2 separate regions of the Hordeum vulgare genome follow, and region 2 is linked to region 1. Evidence: chromatin contacts called from public Hi-C data. All regions are on one chromosome and are shown on one strand. Each heading gives the region's core, a stretch centred on a gene start, on an enhancer-like site or on the middle of the called end of the contact. The rest is flanking DNA. Distances are from core to core; before and after follow the strand shown. Region 1 holds the start of LOC123425843 (protein ACCELERATED CELL DEATH 6-like). Region 2 has its middle 84 kb from the start of LOC123429923.

Region 1 (2,786 bases), core at 160-2,659:
CATTTTGAAACAAAGCTCTACGGGTCGTCCATCTGCCAGCCAGAAGTCCTATGATTCTACTTACCACTTCGTGGAAGATGGGGAACGAGAAGATCTTGATCTTTTATCGAGCGTCTGAGGAGCCTTGGCGAGTCATTGTTCCCTTTTTTTTACCAAGGTCTATAGTGATCAACTACCCAAGCTGTTTTTCTTTGGTTTCTTCATTCATTTATAAGGCTATAAAGCCAGTGTTCTAGAGCCTTCGAGCTCATTCTTTTTTGTTTTGGGGTAAACCGTAGCCTCTAGTGTTCCTAGCCGACCTATAGGTGTACCGAAGTCAGAATCTTTCCATCCAAAGAAGCTAGTAGATTGAGATTTGTCCTCCTCCTAGAGGTGTGCAAAGGTTAAGATAAACATTGGTCCTCGAGTGCAAAGGAAGAAGGGAGCTTGACTTTCTGAGGTCCTTAACCATCTCCATGAGAAAAGTAAACTATAAAATCCAAAATAGACTAAAAATAGCATGAACGATCCTAAAAATCCCTTGAAGGAGTCCCCTCTACGAATGCCCAAAATCGGGAGTCCCCTCTAGGAAGAGATGATTTTCAAAGGCCGTACGCTACTATTGAATGGCCAAACTATAAGCAGGGCAAAGAAAGACCCTATAATAAAATGAAAGGCATTCTTCGTCGAAAATCTATCTCCACCCGTCATTTTCATACCCTTTCTTTGGGTATCTGAACTCGCTTTGGTTCTCTTGCAATCAACCACTAAAATTGCTAACTTTTGTGAGTTTGGTTTTTATTTCTCTGAATCTAGTTCTACAGGACACTCGGGTCTGACACTGCCGATGGTAGGAACAAAGGCGGAGAGACACGTATCGTCATCGGGAGCCCCTCTCTTAGCCATAACCTTTGCGGAAGAGCCTCGGGACAAACCGCCGGCACGGACCCCACCCGCGTCGCCACTTGAAGCGCCATACAACCATCTATGGTTCAAAACAACCACTTCATTATGATGCTCTATTCTTACTCATTTTTGATGGACTTCACCAACGGACTCTGGCTTCTGAAGCAGACGTAGTTCCTGAGAGAGTTTTCTTGTACAAGCAGTTTGCTTCATTTCAAATGTCAATGTTCGTTTACTTTCCTACCTTCCGTAATGAAATCCTACGATTTTTGTGTATCCTAAGACGAAACAATGTTTTGGAAATAAGTATTATAGATGCTATGTCGCCAATGTAAAAGACTTTGGTTGAAATATCGACCTCTCTCGTCCTCTCGCCGTCAGTTTAAGCAAAAGTTGTGATACAAAAAAAGTTGTGAGAAAAAGTTGAAATTGTTCCTCAAACAAGAACTTTTGTGACAGAAAAGAGGAAGAAAGAAAGCCGTTGAAGAAAAAGGGACATGTGTACGCAATTATTAAACCACCGAGGATCAAATAGGAAAATGATCTGTATCGATTTGTTTTGTATCCTGTAAACGTTTTGAAGCACAGTAAGTGACCGATGACCAGTGACATGATTCCGAAGTAAACCACCCACGTTCCCCCTCGTCCCAAGTCCCAACCGACGGTCCGACGCACACGGCACACACGATGTCCTCGCCCGAGGTAGAGACCTCGCCGCCGTCCACCCCGTCCACCGCGTCCTGCCCAACGCCTCGGCCGCTGGTAACCGCGCCATCCCTGAGGCCCGCACTCCTCCGCGCAGCGCGCAGCGGTGACGAGCGGCGGCTCGTGAAGGAGCTCCTCGCGGACCCGTCCGCGCCCGACCTCGACACCGCTACCACCGCAGGAGGCAACACGCTCCTGCACGTGGCCGCGTCCGGCGGGCACGCGGCACTCGCGGCGCTCCTCCTCCGCCGCGCCCCTGGCCTCCTCGCCGCGCGCAACGCCGCTCTGGACACGCCGCTCCACTTGGCCGCTCGCGCCGGGGCCCACAAGTCCGTCGCCCTCCTCATCGCTTCCTCCCCCTCCACCTCGTCCTTGCGCGCCCTCACCCGCGCCACCAACAACCGCGGCGAGACGGCGCTTCACGACGCGGTGCGCGGCGGGCATGAGGCCGCGGCGCATGCGCTGGCCGCGGCGGACCCGGGGCTCGCGGGACTGTCCGGTGGCGCTGGGGAGACGCCGATTTACATGGCAACGGCTGCAGGATTACTTGGGATGCTGCGCGTTCTTATGAAGTTGTATAAGAACGACGACGACGACGACGAAGATGAGGTGCCCAAATTGTGTTCGTGCACGGGCCCGGGAAGGCGCACGGCGCTGCACGCCGCTGTCCTCACGAGTAACGGTGAGTGCCTCACGAGATATCCCCTTGTATTTAGTTGGTTCTATTATTATTGCCTTATTGGCAACTCTGCAATATGCTTCTGTGAAATATTTTCTTCACCTGTAGTTGACTGAAATAATCTTTTTTTAGTACTGACTGAAATAATATTTAGTTGGACTATAGCTCGGCTGAGATTAGAAATTACTTTTTTTTAGGTTTCTATTTAAATTTAGTGTAGGTTTGGTTGTGCTCTGTTTGATTCGGCTTTAAATTTCAGTTCAAAAAAAAGGTAGGTTCTATACTCGTACTGTCATCTACTAAATTCAAACTGTGCCAACTCATGGCTAATGATATCAATGGTGGGTTCGGGGTATCTGGCATGGAACAAAGCTGTCGAGGGTAACATAATTGATTTGAATTGTGCTAGTGGGGTATGTGTAGGTAGGCACTTTAGTGTTTCTGGCTGTAATGATTCCTTCCTTTTTCTTTATTTTTTACATCGAGACACTCTGATGATTCTGGCACGCACTAGAGT
Region 2 (2,786 bases), core at 118-2,617, 390 kb before region 1:
ACAAGCATTGTTACGAATGAACTCCGTATTTTCACATGGCGAGTGGACGAGAAAAAAGAGCATTCATCCGCGTCCATTTGTTTTACTCTATGTTTCTCTTGGAGTTTCTCAAAACAACAAACTGAACTTCAGGTGAACAACAATGTTCTTTTCTCTTTCTTACTGGGCGCACTGCAAATGATTTTCCAAAAATTATATAAAAATTATTGAACTACACACCGAAGCACCCTAAATGAATTGCATAGCCGCGACTTCAGCAGATTGCACTTGATAGTGATCACCACCTCGGATCCCACGGATCGACAAATCCGGACCCGAAGACAGGCATAGGATCCCGGGGGAGCCTCTGTTTTTCGTATGCACCATGCTGGACCTCGCTGGTCCTCCCATCCGGCCACCATGCTGGACCTCGTTCGGTTTTAACCATTTTCTCTCCATGGTGAAAGCACCCATAGGGATTCGGAGCACTCGCAATTCGGACATTGCTGAACCGCACTGCGCGCCCTACCGAACCGCTTGACACGCCCAACCAAACCGCACGACACACCCAGCCGAACTGCACAGTGATTCCACCGAATATAGGGGATCAGTGCAGCGACCAGGGAGGCACGCGATAGAACAATGGCACATTGCAGCAGAGCGGTGAGCAAAGGCGTAGGGGAGGGGAGGCAATGTAGTGAGCCTGTCGGATCGGGGGAGAGGATTAGCAGGAGGGAGCTGGGCCACGACAGCCTCCAATGGGGACGAGAGGGATGTAGGTGGAGGCGGGGCACAGATCAAGGGGTCGGCCGGCGTCAGGGTGTAGAAGACCTCCGGCTGGCGCGCCCCCCACCCCCACGTCACATGGTTTGCTGGTAAGAACCAGTAGCACAACACGACAGGGGGAAGGCATCTGCCGCTGTCGGAGATAGATGATAGGGGTGTTGTGACCTCTGTCGACGGAATGTGAAGGAGGCTAGACGGCGACCATCGGCCTCACATGGATCCATCCAGGTAAGAAGACAGAGGGGATGGTGAGGGCGCTTGAAGCCGATTTGGCTAATCAGAGGAACAATAGGAGCTGGGCGCTCCCAGGACCGGATCCGGTGGTGATGGGCGCTCGCGACACTCATGGCTGCCGGATCTTGTAGGATCCATCGGGCGAAGGCCGTGTTGTGGTGATCCTGGAGGAAGCCTGCGGGCGGCGCTTGTGGCTTGCATGTCGCCCAAAGGAGAAAAGGTGGGTGATGTGGCTGGTGGAGGCGGCGTCTCGGTCGGAGGAGGGAGGCTTCCATTGGGTGGGAGGTCTGCTAGCGAGTTGGTCCACCGGGGGGCTGGGTGGTGCGGCGTCGGGGGGTGCACGGTTTGGAGGGTAGGTGTGGCGACGGGGGGATGGTGGGATGGTTCTGGGGGTGCGAGGTAGGTGGGGGAAGAAGGTGGGCAGAGAGGTGGGGTAGAAGGTGGTGATTTTTTGGGGTAATGCAGTTTTGTCGGGTCGTTGTGTGGTCCGGTTTAGGAGGACGGAGTAGTTCAAAAGTGATGTTAGAATAAGGTGGTGATGTGAGAATAGGATTCGTAAGGGGTGGTGTTAAAATAGACCCACCCTATAGAGAGAGAGGGAGGGAGGGAGAGAATAGCGCTATTCTGATCCTTGGATCAAAATATTATTCTCATAACATCCGTCCCTATAAGGGCCCGATGCGATCTTCCTCGCATCTAAGTGAACCAAAAGAAAAAACATCCAAACCCGCAACGTCCCCAATCCTTCCTACTAACCCGCGTGCCCACCACCGGCCGCCGCCCACCCGGCTCCGACGCGCGTCTCGCGCCCGCCATCTTCCAGATCGCCGCCACCTCCGCCTCCCTGCCTCCTCCTCGCACGCCCCTCATGTATACTACATAAATTTGTTCTTGTAGACTATGTTGAGCCTCCAAGCGTAGAGTTTTGTAGGACAGTAGAAAATTTCCTCAAGTCGATGGCCTAAGGTTTATCAATCCGTGGGAGACGTAAGATGAAGATGGTCTCTCTCATACAACTGTGCAACCAAATAATAAAAAGTCTCTTGTGTACCCAACACACCAAATATAATGAAAATTTGTTTAGGTGAACTAGTTCGGCGAAGAGATGGTGATACAAGTGTAATACGGACGATAAAAATATTTTTTTATAATCTGAATAAATAAAAATAGTAAGGTAGCAAGTAACAAAAGTGAGCACAAACGGTATTGCAGTGCTTGAAAATGAGGCCTAGGGTCCGTACTTTCGCTAGTGCAATCTCTCAACAATGCTATTATAATTGGATCACATAACAATCCCTTAACGTGCGATAAAGAATCACTCCAAAGTTCCTATCTAGCGTAGAACATAAGAAGAAATTATTTGTAGGGTATGAAACCACCTCAAAGTTATTCTTTCCGATCAATCTTTCCAAGAGTTCGTACTAAAATAACAAGTTATCCTTTATGATCGATCTATCCAAGAGTTCGTACTAAAATAACACCATAACAAATTCAGATTCATACTACTCAATCCAACACAAAGAACCTCAAAGAGTGCCCCAATATTCCTATCGGAGAAACATAGACGATAACATGCACCAACCCCTATGCATATATTACCCCAATGTCACCTCGGAAATCCACGAGTCGAGTACCAAAACATATATCAAGTAAATCAATATGATACCCCATTCTCACCACGGGTATTAATAGCAAGAAATAAATCAAGTGCTCTGAAATCCATAAAAGTATTCAATCAGATAAAACGAAATCCCAAGGGGAAAACTCAATTCATCACAACAAGATAG

The links. Hi-C and Micro-C count contacts between places; a contact is called where the count stands out from the background.
Region 2: a Hi-C map of leaf shows a contact between it and region 1, with 7 times the contacts expected there. The contact joins the enhancer-like site here to the promoter of LOC123425843 in region 1. A contact is called at or near these places in 2 of 6 Hi-C or Micro-C datasets (leaf and seedling).

The regions. Positions count from the first base shown.
Region 1 is chr2H:202,692,495-202,695,280 of MorexV3_pseudomolecules_assembly, reverse strand. LOC123425843 (protein ACCELERATED CELL DEATH 6-like) reads left to right here and starts at 1,409. Exons shown (of 3, transcript XM_045109589.1): 1 at 1,409-2,272. The coding sequence starts at 1,573.
Region 2 is chr2H:203,078,337-203,081,122 of MorexV3_pseudomolecules_assembly, reverse strand. No RefSeq gene overlaps it. Among protein-coding and RNA genes, the nearest start is that of LOC123429923, 84 kb to the left of the region's middle. Within about 2 kb of position 1,367, at least 3 of the 3 cell types and tissues checked have open chromatin away from gene starts, as enhancers often do. A contact at or near this core is called in leaf and seedling, where this site is marked.